2 separate regions of the Arabidopsis thaliana genome follow, and region 2 is linked to region 1. A link is a contact called in public capture Hi-C data. All regions are on one chromosome and are shown on one strand. The core of a region is the stretch at or near the end of the contact, and the rest is flanking DNA. Distances in the headings are between cores, read along the strand shown.

Region 1 (3,679 bases), core at 484-2,983:
GGCTTTTAATTTGTGGTTGTTTCTGTTGTTGTTTTTCGTTTGTTGGGCCTGCGGCCTGTTGGGCTTTTGCCATGTATTGTAAAACTTTTTTTAATGGAAATTTATGAAAAAAAAAAAAATGTTAGTAATCCACTATATCACAGAGGAACTGGTTTCAAACTTCAAGATCTCGCTTCTGAAGACGATCTCAATCTCAGATCAAACTCATAAAAATAACTTAACAACTTTTGTTGACTTGTAAAGTGAAACCCGATTCAAAACAAATTGTTAACCAATAATAATTTAACTTAGCCAGACAAACTGATTCCAAATCTAAACCACCTTAACCAACTCCTGATTTACCTCAAGTTCAATCGTTATTTGTCACACTTTGGTCAACAAACCCCTTTAAATTAGACCTACTAAATAGAGCCATAATATATTTTAATCGCATGAGAAAAAAAAGACGAAAACTAAAAATCAAAGTAATGCAAAAAAAAAAAAAAAAAAAGTTCATAAAAAAAAAGGAAAAATGTTGTTTTATACGCAAACTTTTAAAAAGGATATTTCAATACGTGAATTTTTGGGTCGACCAAATAAAACATGATAAAAACGTTGACCCGCCATTTAATACAAATCAAAACGTTGACCAAGCAAAAACCGCCGAGACGTTAACATGCATTAACGGATCTGATTGTTTCTGTTAAAGCCGAAAACGGCGTCGTTTCATACTAAACGAAATAGAGAAATCCCCAAATCGATTTCGACATCCCTAAATCTTACTTTGGCGAAATCGTGATTGTTCTTGGATTTCATCTTGAATTCGAATGGTGGGAGTCTTAGATTGTATCAACAATGGAAGGCGAAGTAGACATTGCTCCAGTTCCACCACAAGGCAAGTTGACACCGGAGATAGAGTCGAGTTCCACCGGTGGGAAGTTTCAGAGTTTCATTGCGGAGTTCTAGCTTTGCCGGCTGTACCCGTAGCAGAGTCTTCTGTTGGAGTTAAAGCTCCAGTTTCAAAGCGGCTCTGAAAACGAAAACGAAAAAGAGACAATTAATTGAATTAGGGATTTCGAAATCGATTTGGGGATTTCTCAGTTTCGTTTAGTATGAAACAACGCCATTTTCGGCTTTAACAGAAACAATTTACGTCTGCTAACAGGGGTTATCGAATCCGTTAATGCATGTTAACGTCTCGGGGGGTTTTATCTGGTCAAAATTTTGATTTGTATTAAATGGCGGGTCAACGTTTTTATCATGTTTTATTTGATCGACCCCAAAATTCACGTATTGAAATACCACTTTTTAAAAGTTCGCGTATAAAGCAACATTTTCCCCAAAGATTAATCATCAACCTACGATTTTTTTTTTGGTAAATAGTTCTAATTTTTAAATATTCTTTTTTTAATAGTTATAATTTTCTTTTTTAGCTAGTAGCAAGATCTTCTTGTCGTCGAGACAATTAGTGAAGGAACGCGTAAATCCTATCATGCCAGCACCAAAATGATATATTCCATAAAAAATATTTGACAGTATTATTCAATGCATAGAAATGGAATACTTAACATAATCTTCCATATTAATTAAGCAACCCGATCTTAATTTTCCATATAAAAATTGATATCTACATTTTCAAAAAAGTCAACTCCTAAGATTTTGGACATTAGTAATATTTGTCATATGTAAATAATATATTATGACGACAGCGACAAGTTATATGATTGAGAGATGAAATATGTCACCAAAAAAAAAAACGAATCAACTTCTAATAATTAGATTATTAGTAGATGAGAGCGTTTCTTATCTTGATTCTTTGATCTGTGTTCCTATCTGTTTCCGTCAATGGCAAAAGATTTGGTCTAAAAAAGGAAGTTACGAAACAAAAAAACGTTTCAATTCTCATTCATCTCTCAAAAACGTATCTCTCTGACTCTCTCTTTCTCTTTCTCTATCTCCGCCGTGAATGGCAACACAAGGGATGGCTCAGCCTTCGGCGAAGAAAAGAAGCTTCCTCCTCCGTGATCTCTTCAAACTTTGCCGATCAATCTCAAGGGTTTTGCCTCGTGACAAAACCAAACATCATCATAAGGCTAAACACGACACAAAGGAAACCAAACGTCTTGATGAAGAACATAAACGGAATACACCAAACGCCTTCGAGTTTCGGGTTAGTTTCACAAAATAACTCACAATTAGGTTTTCGATAATATGTTTTTGTTGAATTGTGGTAATGTTTTTTGTTCTAGGAAACGAAAGGGATTGGTAAAAATAATAAGGTGGAAGGTGTGAGTCTTTGTAAGGTTCGTAGTTATAGATTTGACAACACCAATACCAATTTCGTGGGGAGCAAGAAATCTCTTTCAAGAAGTTGTAGCCAGAACACAGCCACGGCGACCTCGACGAATCCGACGTTGCGGAGTTTATCGTTTATAGGGAGGAGCAAAAGCAGTAGCAACAGGATGACGGAATCTGGTGGATTTATGCCTACACTTATGAGATCGACAACCACGGTTCCAAGAAGCTTTGCAAATCCGATTTTGTATTCGAGTTCCTCTGCTAAAGTGGCTAAACCTTCTCCAACGGAGAAGAAACTAAGATGCACTCTCGAAGAGCTATGCAACGGATGTACCAAGAAGATCAAGATCAAGAGAGATGTTATTACTAGCTTAGGGTTTGTTTTGTTTCTTTACAAAAGACCTAACTTGGCAACGAAGTTTTGCGAAAAGAGGACTAAGTAACTAAGTTTTGTTTTATGTTTTGTAGGGAAAAGTGCGAGGAGGAAGAGATGGTGGAAATAAAAGTTAAACCGGGATGGAAAGGAGGTACGAAAGTAACATTCGAAGGCAAAGGAAACGAAGCAATGAGAAGTGTACCGGCAGATTTGACATTCGTGATTGTCGAGAAAGAGCATGAAGTGTTTAAAAGAGAAGGAGATGACCTCGAAATGGCGGTGGAAGTCTCTCTACTCGAAGCTTTAACGGGATGCGAGCTCTCTGTTGCTTTACTTGATGGTGACAATATGAGGTTGAGGATAGAAGATGTTATTCACCCTGGATATGTTACAGTGGTTCAAGGAAAAGGAATGCCAAATCTTAAGGAGAAAGGGAAGAGAGGAGATTTGAGAGTTCGGTTTCGGACTAAGTTCCCGCAACATCTTACAGATGAACAAAGGGCAGAGATTCATAGCATTCTTCAAGACTCTTCTTGATTTGTTGCTACAGATTTTCTTTCCCATTATAGGGGAGCTTTAACAACATGGTTTAGATAAAAAAAATCAAAGAGATTCTTACTCTTTTGTGTCTTCTTTGTTTTGTAAACAACCAAGTTGGAATGAAGAAACCGGTTTCCATAATCAACCGAAAATCTTTTATTTATCAACTTCAATATTCATAGAATCAACACCAAACCAAAACATATCAACCAACTAAGTCCATGTTTGAAAAATAAAACAAGTAAATAAGGTACAAAGGGAAGTGTCCTCGGTCTTTTTACCGTTTAAGCTAAACCGAGAAGGACTTTGAATAAATCGAATATATTGCTGTCGACAAGGGCTTTTAACAATCTAAGCTTTCCTCTCGAGTATGGCGGATACCTGACGGCTGAATCACCGAAAAGGCTTCTGTAGAGAACCGCCTTCTTGTGACTAAAAGCATCAAATGAGAATTTACCATGGTAAGCACCCATTCCACTTTCACCA
Region 2 (3,847 bases), core at 1,275-3,774, 98 kb after region 1:
TTCACCCGTGGTATAGCGTCTTGTATTTTATCGACCCAAACCCGTCTTACCATCTAACCCCCTTCAATGAAATTAAACACTATTTTGTTATTTTTGTTTTAATAATACTTTAATTGAAAAGATATATAATTTAAATCAATTTATTTTTTTACTTCAAATGGTTATTTAATTGTATAAAAGTTCAGATATTATAAATATTATAAACCCGTCCTACCATCTAATCTCGTTCAGTGAAATTAAACATTATTTTTTTGTTTTTTGTTTAAATAATAGTTTTATTAAAAAAATTGTAATTCAAACCAATTTAAAAGTTTTTTTCAAATGATTATTTAATTTTTATAGATTTCACATATTATAAATATTCTAATCGTTTATTCCGTTAAATATTCGAAATGTTTAATTAACTACAATATTTTATCTTTTAATCAAGTATATATTAATAATGTCCTAAGGAGGGGTATTGGATAATTGAATTCAAAAGAATTAAAATGAATAGAAAAATAAAAGATTTTAATGTATTTGAAAAATTCTATCCAAATCACACCATAATAGGTGGGATTTGTTTCTTCACGTTTTTGTCTTTCATTTCTTTTAAATTCTAATCAAATCACATTGCCATTAAAACAATCTTAATGTTGAATAACAGTAAAATTTAAAAGAATTCTAAAATCAACAAATTAAATAACAGTAGAATTTAATAGCATTCTAAAACCAATCAATTGAATAACACTAGATTTAAATAGAATTCTAAATTCTTTCATATTCAATTAAAATCATACCTTCAATAACCCCCCTAAGATTTCTCCTTTTTTAAGTAATTAGAATTGATGAAGATATATTAGATAAGGGAATGTTACTAATTAAGAATATTAATTAATTGAAAATAATTAATGTCAATAACATTTTTTATAAATAAATTCCAACTTGAGGATTTATTTCATAAAATGGCTGCAAAAATGTATATGTAAATATCTAGCGGTTAGACGGACCGGCCCGCGGGTATGTTGAAGTGTAGTCGGCGAATCATTATACACTTCTCTCTATGTATCACCACTGAAGAACCTTCCTTCATTCTTGAAACTAATAATACGGCTCACCTATTGGCTCCTCTTTTTTATAGAGGAACAAAGTCAGTGCTTGGGTTTAACAAACCCTAAAGTCTTGTCACGTGTGGTTAAATGAACCTGTGACATTCTGCATCATTTTGAGGTATTGCTACACTTTTAAAAGCTTAACCAAACTCAAATCTGCAACTTCTTAAACCTGCTACAAACAGATGCCTTTTCCTTTCCTTTCAAGATTAAATCATCAACCAACAGTCTCCACCTTGATTCTAGCTTGAATGACCTGATGTGAGTTATTTTTAATTCTTGTTTGAACACATTTAATCTCAGCTCTATGTATTGTTGAATGTTCCACGATGGTTACAAGTGGGACTAACCTCTTGAACTTGTGTATGACGGAAGAATAACTTTAGACACCCACCATGGTTTGAAGCAACTTGTGTACGCACACACATATTACATGTTGATGTTTGCCTTTGTTTCAAGCATTTTTTTAGTAAATCTGAAGAATAGTTCGGGTTTGATCAACTCTTGAATTTAAACAGAAAACAAGAATACTAAAAAATACCTGAAACTGAAACATAAAACTAAAACTGAATTATTGAAAAAAAAACTTGAAACTCGAACATAATCACAAACTCAAGTACTAAAGATAAATTTAAAGGATGGTAGTGACATGGTGTTGTGAACGTATGGTTTATACGTTTTGATTCCACATCAAAACCAAAACATATTCTTACAACCTATACTCCACAAATCAACCCAACACCATAAAAGTTGTTAGTTAAGTCTGCTTGTCTCAATGTTAGACTAGTTTTGAAACATTATATAGTCACTTAATTGTTAAAATTTACCTTTTTAATTTTTACCGGTAATAAGAAAAAATTATTACTAAATCGATGTAAAACATTTTATTATGTAGAATAACGTAATTTGATAGAATCAAATTTCGATGGAAAATATCATTTTTAAATATACTTTTTAATGACAATCATATTAAGAATTTAAAAGAAAACAAAAATATCTCAAATTCCCGATATCAAAATTATATTATCTTCTTCTTTTTTGTTTAGACCATTTTTCAGGTCCGTCTCTAACTCATGGCAGTGTATGACAAATGCAATGAGTCCATTACAAAATTCAGAAAAATTCTTAAAGGAAAAAGGCTTATTTTCTAAAAAAAATATTAAAAGGTTTTAATCGTTTTTTGGATTTTGCCAAAAACGCATAAATATATTGAGATGGAGCTGCCATTTCTTCAATAACAGTGTCAAACATATAACGACATTCATTTTCTAGAACTTTAGTTTTAAATATTCAGACACCACTTACAAAAAAAGAATATATTAATTAAATAAGAAAAAGTAAACATTGAACATCCCCATTTAGTCGGTACGATTAACTCGGCTAAATATTAAATGGGCTTAACTAGTTGGGCTTATTTTAACACTAAATTGGCCCATTAAAACTTCCCAAAATGATATTGGTTCGAGATATTCGATGACGTGGGCACCAATAAATAAACACACAGGTCTGCTTTCATACCTTCACGCTCTCTCACTGATCATTCACAATCTCTCTCTTTTTACACCGGCGATAATTTTCCGATCCCGATTATAAGATGGCGAAGGAACCAGTTCGTGTTCTTGTTACCGGAGCTGCAGGTAATTTCAGATTTTACCGATCTTGTTTCTTCTATCTCTCGTTATCGATTCGTATCGCCAGATCTTTATATAGCACCAATTTTTCATAATCAGAAAATTTAATCGATCCTTGAACCATATTTTGGATTCCTATACTGTGATCTGAAGAGACAAATGTATTCGATCAAAATTTCGCTTTAGAAAAGTAGAGTTTTGGTTTTTCTTTTACTTTTGAGTGAATCATGCTATAATGTGAGATCTAATTGTTTAATTTTTTTTTTAAATCATTGTTTCATAATAGAATCATTGTTTTATTTTTAAAAGGAATTTTGGTTAAATATATTTAATATATTAATTAATTAGATTTTAAAATGTTAACTTATGAGTGGTTACTCTGTATTAGTTGTGTAAAATTCTATAAATTTTGGTTTAATATTACATAATTATAATTACTTATCTTCCTTTTTTATAAGTTTAATATTACATAATTATAATTATTTAGTTTCTTATTTTTATAAGTTTAAATTTAATATTTGTTATTTTTCTTTTAACAAGAAAATAGAAAATAATTACTCTTTATGTTCCTTTTTGTTTGATTTTCTAGGAAAAAAATTGTTTTAAAAAGATTGATTTTTTTTAAGTTTTTAATACAATATTTATTAGGTTTTTAATAAAAAATAATTGAATATTATACTTTTAAAATTATAGAAAATTATAAAATACAGAAAATAATACACTTAAAATTAACTTTAATATATTTACTTTAAAATTTATGTTTTTTCTAAACAATAAAGGAACAAAAAGTACTATTTTCAAAAATATTAATTAAATAAATATTAATTATCGATGTGGCAGGATAATAAATCGGATTGGATAACCGGCCAAACATGTTTCACATCTCATGGGTCGAATCTCCGGTCCCCTCCGGTTTAAAAATGATGGGCTAATAACAAAAGTCAAAGACTCAAAAAAGTTGTTAGTTAAGTCTGCGTCGAATCACTTGCAAACAATCAATAGCTTCATTTCAATCTTCGGTGAACAATCAATCTCGAAGAAGACGAACATAAAATTTTCAATTTCTCTGTAATCTTCGCTTCTTGCGAAACCAATTCTCTATGTCAGGTCTGTCTCGTTCTCCTC

The links. Capture Hi-C pulls out chosen DNA fragments and counts their contacts.
Region 2: a contact with region 1 is called in a capture Hi-C map of root, with 2.5 times the contacts expected there. A contact is called at or near these places in 1 of 26 Hi-C or Micro-C datasets (root) and 1 of 3 other capture datasets (root).

Annotation. Positions count from the first base shown.
Region 1 is chr1:16,793,087-16,796,765 of TAIR10.1, forward strand. AT1G44160 (HSP40/DnaJ peptide-binding protein) reads left to right here and starts at 1,734. Exons shown (of 3, transcript NM_103540.5): 1 at 1,734-2,149; 2 at 2,229-2,653; 3 at 2,746-3,364. The coding sequence starts at 1,946. The coding sequence ends at 3,190. ALDH3H1 (aldehyde dehydrogenase 3H1) reads right to left here. Exons shown (of 11, transcript NM_103541.3): 11 at 3,314-3,679. The coding sequence ends at 3,478.
Region 2 is chr1:16,890,003-16,893,849 of TAIR10.1, forward strand. It overlaps PUP11 (purine permease 11), which reads left to right and starts at 2,525. Exons shown (of 3, transcript NM_001333233.1): 1 at 2,525-2,728; 2 at 3,563-3,847.